Regions from separate parts of the Drosophila melanogaster genome. Here regions 2 and 3 are each linked to region 1. A link is a contact called in public Hi-C data. All regions are on one chromosome and are shown on one strand. The core of a region is the stretch at or near the end of the contact, and the rest is flanking DNA. Distances in the headings are between cores, read along the strand shown. Region 1 holds the start of Rubicon (rubicon,). Region 2 holds the start of CG12123. Region 3 holds the start of Lim1 (LIM homeobox 1).

Region 1 (3,509 bases), core at 376-2,875:
CTGGTATAGAGAGGCGGCGAGCCGAAGAAGCTGCCCAGATAGCCGCCCACTGACGTGGACGCTTTGGATGCCTGTTGCAACTTTTCGTGCACCTCCTCTGGCACTTCCTGGGGCGTTTGGTCGGTCCAGATCTTTATGTCATCACAGTTGATCAGCTGAATGCGTCTGGGACTGTCGTGGGACGAACAAGAACTGGTAGATGGGGCATCCAAGTGATCCTCCCTCAGCTTGTGGCTTCTGGAGCTGCTGAATGTTTGGCAACGCCGTCTGAAGGCTGCTCTATCGTCCAGCTCCTCGTCCTCCTGACTTAAATTTGGTAGGCTCTTCAATCGCCGCAGGAAGATGCGTTTCTGCAGTCTCTCCTCCGGCACCGCTTGCAGTTTGGGCGATATGCTAAAGTTCGGCTGTGAGCAAGTGCGTCGGTGGCGCACCTGATGCCTAACCTCCAGCTGGCTTAGCAGTCCGCTCTGATTGAGCTGGACAGCCGTTAGGCAAACGAACAAGGCGGTGGCATCACCGGATCGTCGCAGGAAGGCTTCCTCGCTGGGATAGTACAGCTCCATTAGCTCCGGATCGGAGACCAGCGTCTGCAGGCACTGCGAAAGGCAACGGGCACGCAGGCAGCGGGTAGTCCACTCGCCGAGAAACTCCTCGACTCCGTTGACCATTGACGCACTGTCTCGGGCGGCGTAATCCGGTCGATAAGGCTGCGGTTTGGTCTGCTGTTGCTGTTTTCCCGCACTGGCCAGCAGAAACTCAAAGTCGTCCGCCAGTCGGCGAAGTTCCACGGGCTGCAACTGATAAGAATGGAGAGTGAGGCGTTGCATAAATACAATTCGATTGCAAAACAATGGGGAAAGTCTACGACACGCGCGCAGCGAGTAGCTGATACTCTCTTTATGTGGGACAGACATTCAGGGAAATTCATTTGAATACATATGTAAATGTTTATATCATATTTGATTGCTTACTGCAAAGAGCTGATTGCATAGACTTTAGAGACTCCCCTACTTTATAATTAGTTATTGGGGTATTAGGTTCACTTGATTCTGTAGAAATATTTACCACTTGAGCTGAGTTAAGATGATTTATCTTTAAATTATTCAACTATTGTTTCATAGTGCAAGATGAATGATCAAATCAACATGCCTCGCTCTAAGTGTAGGGTATTCGCCGAGGTGTGTGCGATGCTTTCGGGATTTCCACGGGCAAATGCGACTCACCAGTCCATGCTGCAAAATTCTAGTGCAGCTTTGGGCCAGCAACTGCAGTCCGTCCGTCGATTTGGCCGCACGGAACCAGAAATTCGTTGACCTTCGCAGGTCCGCCAGCAGGGAATTCCTCGCTAGCTGCTGTTGTTGTTGTTGCTGCTGCTGCTGCTGCGGATGGTCATGTTGATGATGCAGTGCCTCGCCTGCTGCGTACACCGCGCCTTCAATTGCGTCTGATGCGAGCGTGGGCGGTGGCGGGGGCGTGGTCATGGCTGTGCACACTGTCAAAGGGGCGCGGGGGGGCGGAGCGGTTGCATATTCGCGGTGCGCGATTCAATTGATTCCGAGTAACTTCAGCTTGTTTTGATTGTTTTTTAATGCGATTTTTTTTTGTTATTGTTTGATTCGATAATAATCGATGTGTCCGAGGCCCATCGCCAATCGATACCAAATCTTCGCAGTTTTTCGTTTGCATAGACAGGCGTGCTGCGGTTTGTGTCATGACTACGCCGGCTCTTGTATCCGCTAATAGGCCTTGGAAGTGTTGCTGGGCTGCCGGCAGATGTCGCTCTGTGAACAACACCTGCTGTTCCCACTATTACCGTTATGTGTGTGGGCGTAGTTTTGCGTTTGGAATCCACACTTCTGATTGGTCGAGAGCGTCATGGAGCTGCGCAGTGTGGAATTTTCCAAAATGTCAAAATGCTGGCCACGCCCTTTAAATGGTTTTTGAACTGTTTCATCTTCTTTCTTCTTCGTCGACTGCGCTGATTTGGGAAACACTCTTCTTCTTCTTCTTCTTACTCCTGCTTTATGTGTGTGTTCGTTGGCTTGTTTGTTTGTTTGTTTGTGCTTCGTTTGTCGTATAAGTGATGAGTCAATTAACCCAACATTCCTTTCCTGGAGGCCACATATTGCTTTAATTAAACAGACAAACAAAATTGCAGCAGCAGCAACAACAATATCGCACTACTTTTGCCACCATTTTGTTTCCAGCTCCGCCCACCGCATCCGTTCCACAATTTGTGACTTTTGCCAAATAAATATTTGCATTTATTTTCCACACAAAAGCACACTCGGACACACAAACACGCGCACATCGTATAAACACACGCACACACATGCAACCTTGAAACAAAAGCAAGAAGAAGCACTGTACTGGGCTCTTAATTAAACTTTAATTACTTGTAATTAATAAAGTTGATTGATTTGCTGGCCATAAAATAAACGCGCTTTATTTGCATTTTTTTCTCATGTTTTTTTTTCTTCTGTGCTCTTCTGTTGCCATGTAAATAATGCATTTATAGTTAATGGCGATTTTTTGGTAATATTTGATTGGTTCTGAGTGCTAAATTCTATTCTAATAGTACAGGACTTGGTCTAAAAATCAGAGACGCATTAAAAGCTTTTAGTTTAAACATACATATATTGTTTGGAAACGGTTTTTATTTTTTATTTGAAGAAGTCACAGAGTTTCTCCATTTAATTGATTTTATGCTAGCTCAATGAGTGGTATTTTTAGACGCCTTTAACATTTTGTTGCCAATTCTTTATTCTGCACACAATCTTCCAATCAGTTATACTCAACACTTTTCCAGATAAGCTCTCCTATTCAGCAATTAAAATCCCTTCAGCCGGAATCATTTATTCCTGCATCTTTGTGTAATTATTTCGATTCACCCGAAAAACGCCCGGATATCCCCCTATTCGGGAATCCAAAGTGGCCCCCGAATGTATGCTGCAAATTTGCTTATTAGCTTACAAAAGGTTTTAAGCAATTTCGGGGATTAATTCACTAAGAACAGGAAGGATCTTCTCGAAGATTTTGCATTCCCCAACGAGGACAGGATTAATTGAATTTTGTGTGGGCGTTTCTGCAGGGCAAAATCCTTAAGATAGTGTCCGTAACCCAATTTAGTGATGTCTATTAAACTATTTTTACAAGCAACATAGAAAGCAAACATTTGGTTTTCATTTACTACATCGGAGAATAATAAAGATGAAGTATGGATGTAATCAATTTGATTTCATCTGCTATTCTAAAATAATTAGGGATAAGAAATTGACCGTTGACCAACTCCACCGTTTATATTGCATTGCATTTTTAGTTGTCTATTTCATTTTCCAGCTCTTGGTGTTCGATTTGTAGTAGTCCTCCATTGTGGGTTAATTTTCCTTAAATATTGGCTCACTTTTAGCAGCCATAATTCTTCGTTTTGCGCCCAGACAAATTGCCGACTCGAGGGACACTCATTATCCTCTGTCCGCAAACATATCGTCCTGACCACGACGAGGATG
Region 2 (3,509 bases), core at 437-2,936, 230 kb after region 1:
TGGAATTATTGCATTTCCAGTAACGAAAGGCGGAAATGTTCTAGCGAACGTTTTTCAACGTTTTCATAGCCAAGAGCCTTTACATATATTATGTACTTATAATTCGTACTTTCATGCACTACATTTATTTAAATAAATGACTCTTAATGATTATGGTTAGCCATGCCAGTGTATGGCAACTGTCAAATAAATTTAATGACACTTTTGTTGGTGCAAATTATATTTTGATGGCTTGTGACCAATTAATATTACACAATGCGTATAAGGAATTGTGTGGGGATTTATGTGCATACATATATGTAAGGGCCTCTTCGATTCAACGGAAATTGGGCGCATAATTCACAAAAATGTCGTGCCATAAAGATCGTGCGTTGAAAGAGCAAGAAGAAGAGGAGGATATAGACGAAGGAGCCCGATGCAGAGGATATAGTCGGACGCACTTACCAAAATTAATGCCATCGATGACAACATAGCCAGCAACAATAAAAGCCAAGCGAACAAAAATAGCCACAGAAACGAAGGGAAAATGTGAAATGAAATGAAATGAAATGGTTTGGTATGGGTATGGTGTGGTAGGGAAAAAGGGAAAATCATGAATGGAAATGATGGTTTTTTTTTTTGGGAGAACGTGTGGGGACAATGCTGCCGCTGGCTGCACAATTATTGCCAACTGCTAACAGATTTGTGTTGGCACTGAGCAATCGAGGGGCGAAACATTTGTTTGATAATGATAATGGCCATGTTGAAGGCTCACCAAAGATGCAACGGAGTGCAACTCCGGCGAAATTGAGTCATTTTCACGCGGAATTATTGACACATGCAGCGGCATGCGGCGGGCTTGAAATTGAATAATTTTCGAAATTAAATGGCGATTGCAAGTGCCATAACCATTTGAATGACGCGCCTAAATGGCTTCCACTGCAAGTGGACTGCATTCATCGATAGGTGTGGAACGTAATTTCAATTTAAAATTTGATAAATAGAAGCTTTTACTAACTAAACTGCTTTTGTGGTTTTGCTAACAATTCGAGAAGATGATTTTACGTATTTTGTTCATTAAATGGGAAATAATAGTCCAAAAATTAATTCTCATACCACGTTAAACTTGTTTTTTTATTCCACATCGATTTGGGAATTTTATTTCTAAATAAAAAAAAAAAGTGATACAGTTCGTTAGCATTGGTAATTAGCTGTACATAGCAGTTATTTTCTTAGCTATATTATCATTTTTAGGGAAGTAATTATGAAAACACCCAACGATACAAAAAAAACTATATTTTGCCAAAATGAGTTTTTTTTTGATTTTCTGTCCGTTTTTTCCGCCTAGCTTAACAAATAATGGATAGAACACAGAATGGCATACCTCGCTGGATTCGTTACAAAATTTGCCATCGAATGGCATTCAAGCCTAAAAATGTTCGATTTTTGAAATTTTTCGAAAATTTTAATGATACAAAAAATGAGAAAAATTTTCAAAAAATTTAAATTGCCTAAAACCGCGAAAATGTAATATGGCTCGTTACATTGGCTTATACGCGGCACAAAACAGTAATTATTTTAGCTGTGCGTATATTTTTTGCCAAATTATGACGAAAAACCCCTATTTTTCGATAACCAAATTGGCGCCAAAAAGCTTTCGAGCTGCCAGTGCTGCCACATCCGCTTGGATTGCGGCTTTTCTTGGCGCTTATGCGGTGGCCACACTTTTGTTATTAACATTTCTGTTCAACAAAAACATTAATAAACATTAGTAAAAGTGCAATTGTTAGTGCAATAAAGACAGTTCATATACAGAAACGTAGTCGAGAGCAGCTGGTGACCTCCACCGGTGACATAGTAGCCTGTGCAATTTAACTAATAAGATTAGGATTTACTTAGTATCTTTTTTTTTTAAATTTAACGCTTCCGATGTCGGATTCGCTGATCATTTGCGTTTCCGACTACTGGCGGCGATGTCATTACCACAATCGTCAAAATCGTGAAGCCGGCGACGCCTGGCCAGAAGCCAAACCGCTGCGGAGGCTGTGCATCGATGTGGACGCCATCAATGGTAATTACTATCTTCGCGAGTTCCTGCACCAGCACGTGCTTGCCCAGAGCCTTATGCACAATCATGGTGTCCAGCTGGTCTGGCTGCAATTCGAGGAACCGGAGAAGCACACCATTGACTACAAATTCGCCGACATGCTGGCACACACGCTGTGGGAGCGCATCGAGGTGGAGCACCTCATGTCCTGGCTGTCCACACTGGGCGGCGGATTCTCCGCCCTTGGCGAGCAGTTCGAGCGATGTGTAAGTAATCCATCCATCCTTCCTACATGGTTTATCCCACCCATTAACCCACTTTCAGGCGAAAACGGCTGGCAAGATTTCGCTGCAGCAGTTAAAGATTGGCATGCGACTCGGTGATCCCTTCCTGCAGACGCGCTGCAAGCTCTACTACAGCATTTCGCTAATCCAGCGTGGTCAACTACGGATGGCGAAGCATTTGATCCGACAGCAGTATAAGTTTGCGAGTAGAAACATCGAGAAGGATGTGCGCCTGATGCGGATGTGTCTGGGCATTTGGCGGCGACTTAGCTACGAGTACGAGCAGCGAAGACTGCGGAAAGGTGGCAACTAAGTTGGACTTGGAACCGCAGATTATTTCGATCAAAAAACTAAAAATTGTAAATTGCATTAGGTGGTCACGATTCGAGCGTCGATCGTGTTTTTTTTCCTCTTTTGTTAAGCAAAAGTCAAATATAGTTTTCAATTTATTTATTTAATATGTAATTGTATATACGTAAAAAATGCATTTACATTATTCATTTATTTCTCGTTCGTATTTGTATATATATATATATTTTCAACTGCCCGCTACTAAAAATCAAACGTAATCCATGGAAGGGAGAACTGAGATATTTCTTTTACCTAAGCGCTAAACAAAAAATTATTGTTGTACAGAAATTGACAAAGACTTGTGGGACGACTTGGACGCGGATATATTGCTTGTGCATGTGCACATCCTCCTTGAGGATCGGGGGGGATGGATCTCGAAAACGAACAAAATAATGTACAAAAAAACTGAAAGCCGGTAACTCGAACTCATTTGGATGCTGCTCGAAGATTGCTGCTCGTAAAGCTTTATATATATTGTATTTTAATATATGTTTTTTTATATGTGTGTGTGTGTGTTGGGTGTGTGTTGGGTGTGTGTGTGTGTGTTGGGTGTGTGTGTGTGTGTTGGGTGTGTGTTAGGTGTGTTGGGTGTGTCTTGATGGCAACCTGGACCTACTGTGCTAGCGTACCCATGGGATCCCAGGCAGGCAGTACGATCGGATCCATGTCGAACACGCGCAACACATCCTCGGGCACGTACTTCTTGTCGACGACCACCTCGAATCCAAACTCCCTAAACCAATCGGCGTTCATCACCAGATAGCCCTTCTCGCCGCGATCCTCACCCCACGAGTTCTCCACACGCAATTTCTGGGCCACGCCGCTCTTCTGCAATTCAAATTGTTTCA
Region 3 (3,509 bases), core at 531-3,030, 130 kb before region 1:
TGACTACCCCACATCCACGCACACAGCAAACGGCGCTCTTTAACCCACCACAGCCCCCTTATTTTGTGTCGAACATCTTCTTCTTCCTATCGAAGTGTGAGTGAGAGGGAAGACCGTAAGGAGTGAATGAGAGCGGGAGCCTCCTCCCCGACCTTTATAATGCGTTCTCTTTTACTCTCACTTATTTTATGCATTTTTTTTATTTTATCCAGTTTTGTCTTTTCTTGTTGTTTGTTTAGATCTTTGGCATTTTTGCAATTTGAATCCTATATTATTTCTTATGGTTTTTATTGGTTTTTGTATTGGTTTATTTTTACGATAAGTGTCTTGCTATAGATTTATCTAAATCGAAAGCTTATTAAAATTGCATTTGTTAAAGAAAAAGAAAAAGATATAATATTTTGCACAATTTTAAATGTTTTTTTCTACTAATTTTTTGTTACTTGCAATTTATCTAACACTTTTTCTTTGCTTTTTTTTCTTCGCCTCCGTTTTTTTTTCTTGCTGTCTCCAGTGCGTTAAAACGCCAAAGGGGCGTCCCTCTCCAGCTAACGCCCCCACCACCCCCCGCCACTAGTGCTCTCCCTTTCGCACTGCTAACGACAAGTGACAAACACAAGTTGCAGAAGAGGCAGCCGAACAAAAACAACAACTAAAAATAAAAAAGAAGGAAAGAAAAAAGTTTTTGCGACCAACAGTTGACAGTCGAAAAGCATTTGACATTTTACCTTGGCACGCACACAAGCACCGCCAAGTGCGAAAGGGACAAAACGCGGGCAAATGTCACTTTGAAAAATGCCATTGGCCCGGCCAGCGAGTGTGAGCGAGAGGGCGCGACGGCCGGAGAGCGTGAGAGCGAGAGAGCGCCATTTTGCGCATCTCTCAATGAAGCAACAATAAAAAAACCAGTTGCTTAGCAACGCCCCCTCTAACCGCAAAAAAGAGAGCTGGAGAGCAGGAGAGCCAGTGTTGCAACAACAATGGGCAAAATGGAAGGGCAACAACAGCAACAAAAACCAAAAATATCCTTACAGGAACAACGCCAGCACCAATCTTGAGAAAAGGATCAAAAGCCCAAGATCAACAGAAGAATGTGTGTAGAATTTAAAAAAAAAGTGAATTTTTGGATTTTTAAAATCTTATGAATCTAACAAGCATCTAGTAAGGCTAACTAAATATTTAGTTATCATGCTAAATATATCAAAATTTTCAAAGAACTTATATTGTGTATTATCGAACAATCACCTAAATTAAATCCTAAAAAAGGAAAAAAAATTAAGATTTCTTGATATTTTTTTCCAATTGTTATGAAATTGTATATCCTTTTCCAAAATATTTTTAATAATAATCTAGATATGCATACCAAATATTCTAGTCATATTTTTTCCATTTTTTTAGAAAACGTTTTGAAAAACAATTTTTTTATTTAAGAATAATATGATTTCTTCATGCCCAACACGAGAGAGCCAGGAGAAGCGACGGAAGCGAGAGCGAGAGAGCCTGCGACTCCATTGCAGCGCCGCCAGCAGCGCAGTCGGCGTCGCAGCAGCCCCAGCTCAACATTCGCTGCATCTCGCTCTGGCGCAGGCGAAATATGCGAGCACTGCTTGCCGCATTCGGTAGCACGAGTGCGAGCGATGCGCCTGCTAGCATCTCGCTCGCACCCAGGCGCGCCATTCGTCGCCGCTTCGGCTCGCCGTTCGTGTGTGTGCGTGTGCGCTCGGCTGGCAGCTATCGGTAATCGGGCCGTCCGCTTTGCCGTCGCGTTTGCCGTTTTCCGTTTTCAGTTTTTGTTTGACGTTCGCGTGAAGCGCCCGCAAAACGCAAAGCGCACGAGGCAACGCTCGAAAAAGGAGCCAACGCAGCCGTTTACCGTTAGTCAGCTGTTTACCGTTCCGCCGCGAGATCGAAAACCGAGAATTTTTGCCGTTGTTCAAATTTTTTTGCAAGTGAGAATCTTGAACAACAAGAAGAATATACAACACATAAATACAACAAAACCAAGGAATCGCCGAAAAGCCGATAGTGCAAAGTGTTTAAAAAGAAAAGAATCAATTTCATATACAACAACTAAAGAAATACTGGAATATAAGGCATAATAGAAGCGGAGGAAGTTTCTTCAACTCAAAGAGGAGCGGAATTTCGCGCTTTGTTTTTGTTTTGCCAAATTTGCCGCCGGCACACACGTGCTATCCCCCTCTTGCTCGCACCTTGCCACCCAGTCTTTATGTGCGTTAACCGTTAAGTGTGCAGTTGGGGCCCGCTCCTATCTTTCTCTCCCTCTCTCTCTCGCTTCCGCACCCGCACACACACACATATATCCACACCCACGCGCGCCTCGTTCACATACGCACACACACGCGGGACTTAACCCATTGACGGCCCCCCCAAAAAAGCAGTCACTCTTAACCCCCCCGAAAAAAAGAAAAACTCCATCCCCCCGGCATCAAGATATTCGACAACAAAATTCTCACCGAGGCCTCAAAAGCGCCCCTGAGGGCCGTCGCACTGGCGTCATATCTGGGCGACGGGTTCGCCGCCCTCGGTAGCCGCGCCCCCCCGCCCAAGGACCATCTGATGGCGTTCGGGGCGGTACTACACACCAGCCAGCACAATATCGGTAAGTGATCGTTTTGGGGAATTTAGGCATTAAGCGGTTAAGGGTCCAGGAAAACATAGAAAATCTGGGGGGTTTGCAGTGAGAATCCCAAACAGGCAAGTTCTTAAGGTTAGTCACATATAGGATACTGCAATCGAAATCATTTCATCCAAGAATCAGCACTAAATCTTTGAGTTGTGCTTGTAGTTCTATAGAATAATATCATTGGGAAGTCAAGGATGAAACATTTTACAGATCGAAAATAGAAGTTGTTTACATCTAATCTAGATTAAGTAATATTCATGATGTCCTCTATCGAAATAGAATGAAAACACCTGTTTGTAGGCTTCGTATAATATTTAAATTGTTTATAAAATCTGTAGACGAGTGATCAATGACACCAATGACACATTTCAAAAATACTTTTAAAAGATGGCAAAGAAGTGAATTTTCGAAAAATGTACTGACAAAAAAGTGGAATCTATTAAAAATGGCTTGATCGCTATGCCGACGGGATGTGGTCTTAGATTTTCAACTGGTGGTAGAAAGACATAAGAAAAGTAGGGTCGAGTGCGGTCGAAAGTCCTTAAAAGGAAGTCAACCCCTTGAAGGATCGGCGAAATGCGATCCCTAGGATGGTGGGTTAATACAATACCGCTTGCCCGCAATGGGTTAAGATGGCCAAGGAGTTTTTAATGGCGACGGCTGGGCAGCAGCAAAGTTTTTGCACTTTTGAACTTGCTTCCCGTTTTTAGGGGACCGCCGGCGAGGAGGAGAGGGGCGTCTAATGCCCCGTCGTCCATCTGCCGTCTCTTTTTCGCATTACCATTTTGTATGCTTTTGAAGTTCTTGTTCATCTGTTTTTGTTTCGGTTTTGTTTTTCCTCCTCTTGTTTTCCCGTTCGTTTTTG

Evidence for each region. A called contact is a pair of places that touch in the nucleus more often than the background predicts.
Region 2: a contact with region 1 is called in a Hi-C map of the Kc167 cell line, with 2.1 times the contacts expected there. The contact joins the promoter of CG12123 here to the promoter of Rubicon in region 1. A contact is called at or near these places in 3 of 107 Hi-C or Micro-C datasets (the Kc167 cell line, embryo and ovary).
Region 3: a Hi-C map of the Kc167 cell line shows a contact between it and region 1, with 1.8 times the contacts expected there. The contact joins the promoter of Lim1 here to the promoter of Rubicon in region 1. A contact is called at or near these places in 5 of 107 Hi-C or Micro-C datasets (the Clone 8 cell line, the Kc167 cell line, embryo and 1 more).

The regions. Positions count from the first base shown.
Region 1 is chrX:8,675,179-8,678,687 of dm6, reverse strand. It overlaps Rubicon (rubicon,), which reads right to left and starts at 1,625. Exons shown (of 4, transcript NM_001272419.2): 1 at 1,224-1,625; 2 at 1-797. The coding sequence starts at 1,481.
Region 2 is chrX:8,440,525-8,444,033 of dm6, reverse strand. CG12123 reads left to right here and starts at 1,686. Exons shown (of 2, transcript NM_132250.4): 1 at 1,686-2,292; 2 at 2,351-2,787. The coding sequence starts at 1,909. The coding sequence ends at 2,623. It overlaps CG1440, which reads right to left. Exons shown (of 5, transcript NM_001298089.1): 5 at 2,770-3,489. The coding sequence ends at 3,274.
Region 3 is chrX:8,804,075-8,807,583 of dm6, reverse strand. It overlaps Lim1 (LIM homeobox 1), which reads left to right and starts at 1,780. Exons shown (of 7, transcript NM_132277.3): 1 at 1,780-2,620. The coding sequence starts at 2,578.